Linked DNA regions of Mus musculus: region 2 is linked to region 1. A link is a contact called in public HiChIP or PLAC-seq data. All regions are on one chromosome and are shown on one strand. Each heading gives the region's core, a stretch centred on a gene start, on an enhancer-like site or on the middle of the called end of the contact. The rest is flanking DNA. Distances are from core to core; before and after follow the strand shown. Region 1 overlaps Sugct (succinyl-CoA glutarate-CoA transferase). Region 2 overlaps Sugct (succinyl-CoA glutarate-CoA transferase).

What was found. HiChIP or PLAC-seq counts read pairs in DNA pulled down with a chosen protein or histone mark.
Region 2: a contact with region 1 is called in an H3K27ac HiChIP or PLAC-seq map of double positive thymocytes, with 3 times the contacts expected there. The contact joins two enhancer-like sites. A contact is called at or near these places in 1 of 39 promoter capture datasets (pre-B cells), 2 of 115 datasets of contacts at active chromatin or transcription factors (double positive thymocytes and large pre-B cells) and 1 of 9 other capture datasets (embryonic stem cells).

The regions. Positions count from the first base shown.
Region 1 is chr13:17,182,894-17,187,084 of GRCm38.p6, reverse strand. The region is part of intron 12 of Sugct (succinyl-CoA glutarate-CoA transferase); the gene reads left to right. Among named protein-coding and RNA genes, the nearest start is that of Gm25020, 21 kb to the left of the region's middle. Within about 2 kb of position 1,499, at least 74 of the 459 cell types and tissues checked have an H3K27ac peak or open chromatin away from gene starts, as enhancers often do. A contact at or near this core is called in double positive thymocytes, where this site is marked.
Region 2 is chr13:17,429,992-17,434,513 of GRCm38.p6, reverse strand. The region is part of intron 9 of Sugct (succinyl-CoA glutarate-CoA transferase); the gene reads left to right. Among named protein-coding and RNA genes, the nearest start is that of Gm24873, 8.5 kb to the left of the region's middle. Within about 2 kb of position 1,838, at least 11 of the 459 cell types and tissues checked have an H3K27ac peak or open chromatin away from gene starts, as enhancers often do. A contact at or near this core is called in double positive thymocytes, where this site is marked.

The DNA of each region.
Region 1 (4,191 bases), core at 250-2,749:
TCTGATGAGCTGGACTTTCTGTATGATTGATGAATGAGTTATGAAGTGACAATATTAAAAATAGGATTCTTGTGATAAGAATAAACATTAACAAGAATTAAAATGATGACTGAATTGAAATTGACTATGAAATTAGAGCAAGCATTTTAGAAAGGCAACTGTTTGTATGAAGCCCATTCCAGGCCGACTCAGGAAACTACGGCATGTGTGATTCTGCTCAAGCTCTTCACTAGGTTTTCTCACAGTTTCTCACAGAAGTGAACTGCTGACTGTCTCACTTGATGTCTTTAAAAGGTTCCACAGTCTTGTTATGGCCCTTTCCTGCCTTCATTCTTTCCTGTCTTCTTTTCTCTGGACCACATGGAAGCATGCTCATGGCCTCTGTCTGTCTGTAGCCCACATCTCTGTATATACGTGATCTGTGACCTCTCTCAGTACCTCTAAGGCCTCTGCACTCAAGATAGGAATGCTCTTTGCCTACAAGCTTCTCTTCAGATCCTTCCCTAATTGCTTTTTTGGAAAATTTGTATTTTGATTACATTCTTAGTAAGGGTTTCAGCTTTGGGGTTAAAATTCTGCTTTTTATTATAAAGGAGTTAATGGAATTTTTGTTGAAAGTAAAGTTTTATTTATCTTCCTTTGGGATAGCCTGTCTCTGAAGGGAGAGAACTGACTCCTGCTGACTATGTCAGGAACAATATCATTCCTATAAACATCCCAACCTGTACCCACGTATAACTAGAAACCATTTTTAAGAAGTGGTTTAGTTAAATCACTAAAAAACAATCCAAAATAGAAAGAGAAATAAATATAGGTTGTGTTTGGTCACAATAAATATGGACAGTCCAGGCTGATCCATTCATTCTACGAACTCCAGAGGACACCATATGTGCTTGGTTTGTTGGTGGGAGGATGCCACAATTAGGCTTAGTTCAAAAAGTAGCTCTCTTGTTAGAGAGACAAACAGAAATGTGGTGACTGAAGCTGATTTCTGTTTATATGTGACTGATTGGGAGGAGAGAGAGAGAGAAGGGTGTGTGTGTGTTGCGAATGCAGATTCTGACTGCTTTAGGAGTATAGGAGCCTGGCCTGAGGCCATGATTCTCAGATAGCCAGGACAGTACAACAGGAATCATGAGATAAATAAACTTTTAGGGATCAGAATTACACCAAACTTGCGAGCTGAGGGAAGTCCTGCTAAACTCAGTCACAGAGCCTGTCAGAGTCACCATGCTGGTGACCTTTCTCTAACTTGAAGGATCCAGATTTTTTTAGAGAACCAAAGAATCTATGGGGTGCTGGAGAATCTCACTGGAAAGGTCATAGGCTGATATTCCCTAAGTCCTGTGACACTTTACCTTAACAACGTGACAGCAAAACAGGGACATCTGTTTCTGCGTGACTGCGGTGCGAACACATCGAAAAGGACAGGTTGGGGTTTAGTGCAGCCGGTGACTTGGGACAGATTTCATATGGAGAGAATTCCACTCTGTGTTTCTGAAGTCAAGAAAAAGAGGAAGTGCTTTTATGGCTGTGGCATAGGAGGCCCCTCTGCCCTTGATAGCGCTTTCTTTTTCTAATTTGTAACCATTTCCTGGCTGGCGTTCCGTTGCATGCTTTTTTCATCAGTTACTCAATGCTTCCATCAGTTAATGGCCTGACTGCACTCGGTGAGCCTGCAAGCAAGGTCTCCGCACCTGGGCTCCTCCTGCTAATACATCACACAGGGCCTGCTGAGGGCCTGGGAGGCCAGCTGGAACAGCTCAGCCCTATGCTCATCCGTCATGATTACCTCGCTTTAGGGGCTTGTCTAGCTTACTCCACTTGTTTCCTTTGTCAGCATGACTAAGATCAAAGTGCAAGAAGGATACTGAGATGATAACCTAGAACTTTGCCCAAACGGGGGCTATGATCTGGGCAACATCTTCCATCGCACTTCCCCTAAAGGCAAGGAAGGAAGGGACAAATTATGTTTAAGTATAGCTTTTCTTACACGGCCTCCTCTTAACTAACTCCACTTCGATTTGTTTCCTGAAGCCATCAGAGTTGTATTAATCAATTGGTTCAGGGATTTGAGATTTCCTGACCTAATCACAGGATTTGGGAAATCCTGATTTCTGTTTATGTGAAGCTGTGGTTGTGATTGCTGACTTTGTACCTGTTTGACCTCACCTTGTTTAGTCAGGATTCTGGCTTTAAGATGGTTCTAGCCATTCTGAAAAAGTGGGAAAGAATGTCTTAGGAACACCTGGAATTGTTGGTTTGTTCATTTCAGAACCCCTCTGTGGTAGGTGTGAATGCCACCCGACATCTGTGCACTGGCAGTTGCTTTGTCCCAGCTTTTAGTGTGTGGAGAATTTTAAAGACTGTTGTTCTGGGGTTACTAATGAATGTTTTCAGGTTTGTTGAACTTATCAGTATCTATTGCTTTCTCTTAAATGCCTCTTGTTTTCTTCTTCATGTACCTCTAGGTTTTCTCTTGTATGTTCTGCTTATGCATAGTTCTTTATTTAAACCTTCTAATAGAATTTCCTCATCTAAAAATCCATCTCTCCTACCCACTCTGCACTCCTTGACAGGGTAATTTACCCAAACTGCAAGTTCTATTTCTATTCCCAGGAGTAAGGACTTATCAACTTGACTTAAAATGCTGCCCCCATGTATTACATGGTCATAACTAGTCCACAGAGCCTGTCCCACAAAACTGCATTATTTCATAAGTCATGCTATTGGATGTTCCTTGTCTCTTCATTCTCAACAATTTCACTGTGGGAAAATATTATTTATTATTTCAAACTATGGTAGCTCTTAGTTCTCCTTTCTTGTCTGTTGCCATAGACAACTAGCCAGTCTTCTTATGAGGCAAGGTACATACTGAAGAGGTCAGCTCAGGGCATTTGGAAAATTCCACTAGACCCCTCCCTCCTGGAAGAGAAAGGTCATGGAGCATTAGGCACCCCTCCCCTCTAGAAGGGAGAGGCTTAATTACATTCCTCAGACCACAGAGGGTTGGGGGGACTGACCATTGGCCACCTGCAAGTGGGGGAAGCCCAGAACCTGTAGACACATTGTGGACCAACCATTGGCCACCTACAGATAAGGGAAGTCTTAACACCTCATTCCCTAAAGACCAATCAGTTTAAAAGTCACACTATTCTGCCAATCATATTGTGCCTAATGGCTGCTGCTCTGAAAACTGTATAAAAACTCGCCAAACATGCTGCACAGGGTCATTCTCTTTCCTTTGTGTGCAGGCAATCCCAGCATGCTGGAACAATCAAATTCATCTTGGTTTTGCATCGATCCCCGACTCTGAGTCTTTCACTCAGGGGGTCTCCAGTAAGTTAAGGCTTGCCAGAGTCTTACAATACTATAAGCCAGCCAACTTTCCAATAGAGGCCAAGGACAAAATCCCACAACTCTCAGGAAGTCTATAGAGATTATGGTCAGCCATTAATGGCCCAGCCTTCTGTTGATCAAAAAAGGAATCCAAGTCTCTCATTTTACCTTACTGAAAGGACCTCCTAGAATTCTGAGTCTCAGGTTTGTAAATAAGAGCCTGCTCTCTGGAGTGTATTACTTTATGTGGTCCAAACTGTCTTCCCATTCCTGGTTATTCACTGGATATTTGGAAGGGGAGAGGATGTGTCAGGCATGTAGTAAGGTACATACTTGGTATATACTTTGTAGCTTAGTATATACTTGGTGCTTAGCTGAGCTTCCTGGACCACTGTCCCGAGTGTGGTAGAACAACCCTCTTGAGTGTTCATCACTCTCACCTTCAGAGCTCTGTAAACACACACTTTTGGATACACCCTACCCTAGAGCATCTGAGTTTGTAAAAGGGGGAGGAAGAAGAACACATTTTAAAAACACTCCTTACAGAATTCACGTATGCAGAAGCGCAATGTTTTTCTGGGTTGTAAGGAAAAGTGCCATGCCTTCTCACCTACATGGAAGCTCTCAGTTTGTCTTGACTCCCTGTCTTAAATTCTTGTTAATTCTAACCCTCAACAGGTGGCAAGCTCTTCTCTTCAGTGATATTTTTAAATATGGTACAGAGCAGCTGATACTTGCCATTCACCAGTTTCTTAGTAATTTACTTCTTCCCTTATAGTTTTTTATCTGTTGACCTTTATGAACTCTTGGGGAGTTTGTGAATAGGCTTCATTTATCTCATTTCTAGTGCTG
Region 2 (4,522 bases), core at 589-3,088, 250 kb before region 1:
CTCCTGCATGCAAGCTTAGTAGAGTATCATTAAAAGTGTCAGAAGTTGGCTCTCTCCTATGGAATGTGTCTCAAGTTGGACCAGTCATTAGTTGGCCATTCCCTCAATCTCTGCTTCATTTTTATCCCTGTGCATCTTGTAGGCAGGACAAATTTTGGGCTTGGCTACAGGAGGTGGCCACTTCACTCTCCATTGCCCCAGCTTCTAGGAGTCTCAGATAGGGTCAACCCCATAGACTTCTGGAAGCCTCCTCCATTCCACATCTCCCACTAGTCCCAGAGATGCCCCACACAGATTTCTGTTCTCTCTCTCAGCCTTCTCCCACACCCCTCCGCACAGCTGATCCCCATTCCCATTCCCTGTCTCACTCCTTCTTCTACCCAGGTCCCTCTCTCCATCTGCCTCTGATATCTATTTTATTTCCCTTTCTGAGTGAGATTCAAGCTTCCTACCTTGGGCACTCCTTATTACTTAGTTTATTTTGGGTCTGTAGATTGTATCATGGTTATCCTGTACTTTATGGCTAATGTCCATTTATAAGTGAATACATACCATGTGTGCATTTCTGGGTTTGGGTTACCTCACTGAGAATGATATTTTCTACTTCCATCTATTTGCCTTCAAATTTCATGATGTTGTTGTTTTTAATAGTATTCCATTGTGTATATGTACCACATTTTCTTTATCCATTCTTCAGTTGAAGGACATCTAAGTTGGTTCCAGTTTCTGGCTATTACCACAAAAAGGTCTACACAGTTAATTAACCTGGGCCCATGATAGCTCACAGAGACTGAACCACCAACTAAAGATCATGCAGTGGCTCCACTTAGGACTCTCACAATTTCTAGCAGATGTGTGGGTGCCCTAACAACTGGAACAGGGGCAGTCTTTAATTCTGTTGCCCTCCAGTGGATCTCTTTCCTCTAGCTGAATTGCCTGCACAGGCTTCAGTTGGAGAGGATATTAGTCCTGCTGGGACTGATGTCCTGGGTCAGGGTAGTACCTAAGGGGGCTTCCCCTTCTCTGAGTAGAATGTGATGGAGCAATAGGAGGAGGAATTTGTGAGGGTAGCACAGGGGCCTGCAATAGGGATGTAAAGTGAATAAATGACAACATCATTTTGCTAACTTCAAAATAACAAAAAAAATACTAGACTGATAATTCTGTGTAGAGGTCAAGGTTCTTTAGAATAAGTCACACAGTTCTGGATTTGGGCAGCAGTTGGAGTTTCTGTAGTTATGCTTCTTAGAAGTTCTTAGAAATAAACCCAGAAAAATGTATTAAAATTCTGAATAGGTTTGTTACCTTACCATGGTGGATCCCTATTCAAAAACGAATTAACTTGAGTAGTGGGAGAAAAATTGAGCTCTGAAACAAGTAAAAATTAATACTAAAATTCAGTTAGGGTCTAGCTGTATATATAGTTCAGTGGCAGAATGTTTCTTTCTACGTTCATGGACTCTAGTTCCATCCCCAGTATTGCAAACCAAAAGTCTACAAGGGGTGTTTGCAATGAAAGGGAATATATATTGTATTCAGTGCTGAAGTGAATATGTATTGGAGACCTGAGCAGACAGGGAACAGCATTTATGCTGCTGAGCGGGGCTATGAAGTCGGAACACTGACAGAGTCAAGGGTCCCTTTGACCCACTTGTCTTCTGAGGGTAGGAACAGATGTGAGCTCTCTTGGGACATGGCTCCAATGAGAGGTCTAGGAATGGCAGCAGGGGTATCATCTGCGTGTTTGTTAGATGTGACAGGCTCTGGTTCACTCTTCCAGCAGAGATTCACTCTCACATTAGGCTTTGGGAATCCTTGCTCTAATTTGAATCCCCCCTTAGTCATTTCAGGAAGAGTCCACTAGATGTCACTCTTGTAACCTGGTAACGGGATTGTAAATTTCAGTTGGGCCTTGCAAGAATTTCCGACCAAGATCTTATTATTAGATGATTTCCACCCCCCTCCCCCTCAGGGCTACTGATATACACACTGATTATTTAAGGTAAAATTACCTTTCTTCTTTGGTTCAAAGTATTCATAGGGATTCCTGGAAACGATTTTCATTTTGTTGAATTACCACTGCTGTTCACTGTCTTCCCCCACCCCACTTTTTGCAGGAGTTGGTCTGTCATTATATAACCTTAGCATGGGGTATGCTGCTAATTCTTTGAGCTGAGAGAGTACTACTCTGGGCTGCACACACTAACATACAGGCTTGATCTCTGTGGAAATTGTTGAGACTAGAAAGGAATGAAGGCTGGACTGTGGAAATAGCATCAACCTGGGATGTGCTTGCTGGAGGAAGTGCCAGCCTTTCTGCGATCTTGGAATGTCTCTAGGGTAGTTTTATAAAGAAGACTATGTCTTCCCAGGAAAAAAAGTTTAACTATAATCTTGTAGGGAGTTAGTTTCAACCATGGAATGAATGTAAGCACATTTGCAGGTACAGTAACATCCTGAGGGAGATTTTATATTTTGAGAGATGTATCAGGTGCTTATGAAAGGACCTGTTAACAGCTGGTTAGGTCTGCATGTTAGAAAAGACAGTTGGACAGATTAAAGACCATGCTTTAGAAAAGCCCAGCCTGAGAAAGCTAGTTTCTTGAAATAAAACAACTACTTGCGCAGTTCTTCCTTAGTCTGATGTGGGTTTTCATCTGTTGCAACAAATGTAGCGGAAAAAGGAATAAAGTAACAGGTGTGTGTATATCTGACTGTGTTTCCTGAGCCTGTGTATTTCCTTTTATGGAGGGAGGGGCGCCTGATTTGTAACATGCATCGCTAAATGAATGAAAATGTTTACTCTAATTAATTTCAGCAAAGAAAAATGCCTATCCACCGGAAAGCAATATAGCTTTAGCTTAAATGCGATCGTCGTTTGTTGGGAAGGCAGTTGGGATGTTTCCTTCAAACTTTAAGATTCCTTCCTAGGTTGTTTATTAGGACTTGATCAATGGGAAAGGAATTAATTTTACAATATTTTTCCTAAAATAATTTTTTATGTTTTCAAAGCAGTACTTAAGTTGCAGAAAACATCCCTAAAATGGTTGTTTCCAATTGTAGCCACCATGAGAACTTTTACTCCTGTGAAGATATGGTTTTAGTTGACCATCCTCTTTCCAGTTGAATATTGCCCATCATTTCCTTTTGATTGTTACTCCTGAGGCACACAGCCGCCAAGGATAGCATCATATGAGGACGTGCTGTTTGGCTTGTAGCAGGGGCTTGGGAATTAAGTCCTTTGAAGCACTGATTCATTCTGCAGAAGATCTTCATTTATTTAATAGTTGAAAATACTGTCTGCCTCAGGGTTGTGGTGATGAATTGGCACATCAGTGTGTTGAATGTCTGTAGCATAGTGTCTGGTGTCTACTGTGTGTTTAGTATAAATACTATGTACCAAGGTACTTAACGGTACCTTTTAAAGTCATTTCTGTACCTACCCCAGCCACAGACCTATAGTTACTTGCATTTTTCAGCTGTTACAACAGCTCAACAACTGTGACAGAAGCCCCTGTTCTAATAATATACCTTTACCAAAGAGCTCCAGAATATGCATAAGTCTACTTTTTCCTCAGCCTGGGAAATGTATCCCTGAGGATGAAAGGGTGTTAGCAGGATCAGAATAGCCAAATTGAAGAGTGGTAGGAAGAAAATCAATCCTAGAACAAAAGCAGGGAGAGAATTTCTCCTTACAACCTACATTGAAATCCTAAGTGAAAATTCACTTCTGTGTTTAAAATGGTGATCCAGCTCAATATAACAGCACCTTATACCACAGGCTAGCCTATAGGACTGTTAGTAGTATATCAAGGCTAGCCTATGATCCAAATCACTTTTTAAAGGCATTTTTTATTAGATATTTTCTTCATTTACATTTCAAATGCTATCCCCAAGGCCCCCTTTACCCTCCCCCTGTCCGCTCCCCAACCCACCCACTCCTGCTTCCTGGTCCTGGCATTACCCTGTATTTGGGCATATAATCTTCGCAATACCAAGGGCCTCTCCTCCTATTGATGGCCATCTAGGCCATCCTCTGCTACATATGCAACACAGCTCTGGGGGTACTGGTTAGTTCATATTGTTGTTCCTCCTATAGGGTTGCAGACCCCTTTAGCTCCTTGGGTACTTTCTCTAGCTCCTTCATTAGGGGCTCTGTGTTCCATCCAAATAACTATTTTTAAGGTTGGCTTTAAGGAGAAAAGTAAAATGCAAATCGGAATATCCTGCTTGAATTTTTGCACAATAGATTCCTAATTGCCCCTTTTTATTGTGTTTAATATGTTGAGATATGCCCAACCCCTTTTAAGTTCAGGAAGGACTTCTAGGATTTTAGTAGTAATAACTCATACCTTGATGTTTTTGGAATATTACTTGGGTAGAAACTTTCCACTCTAAGAGAGATACTGAAAAGCTGTCTGAAAAACAACCTAAGTCCCTTTTTGTGTTTCTACCATGAACAGCGCTGTGCAGTTCCTGGACAATGGCTTTTGATTATTCGTGATAAAGACTGAAACCAGCA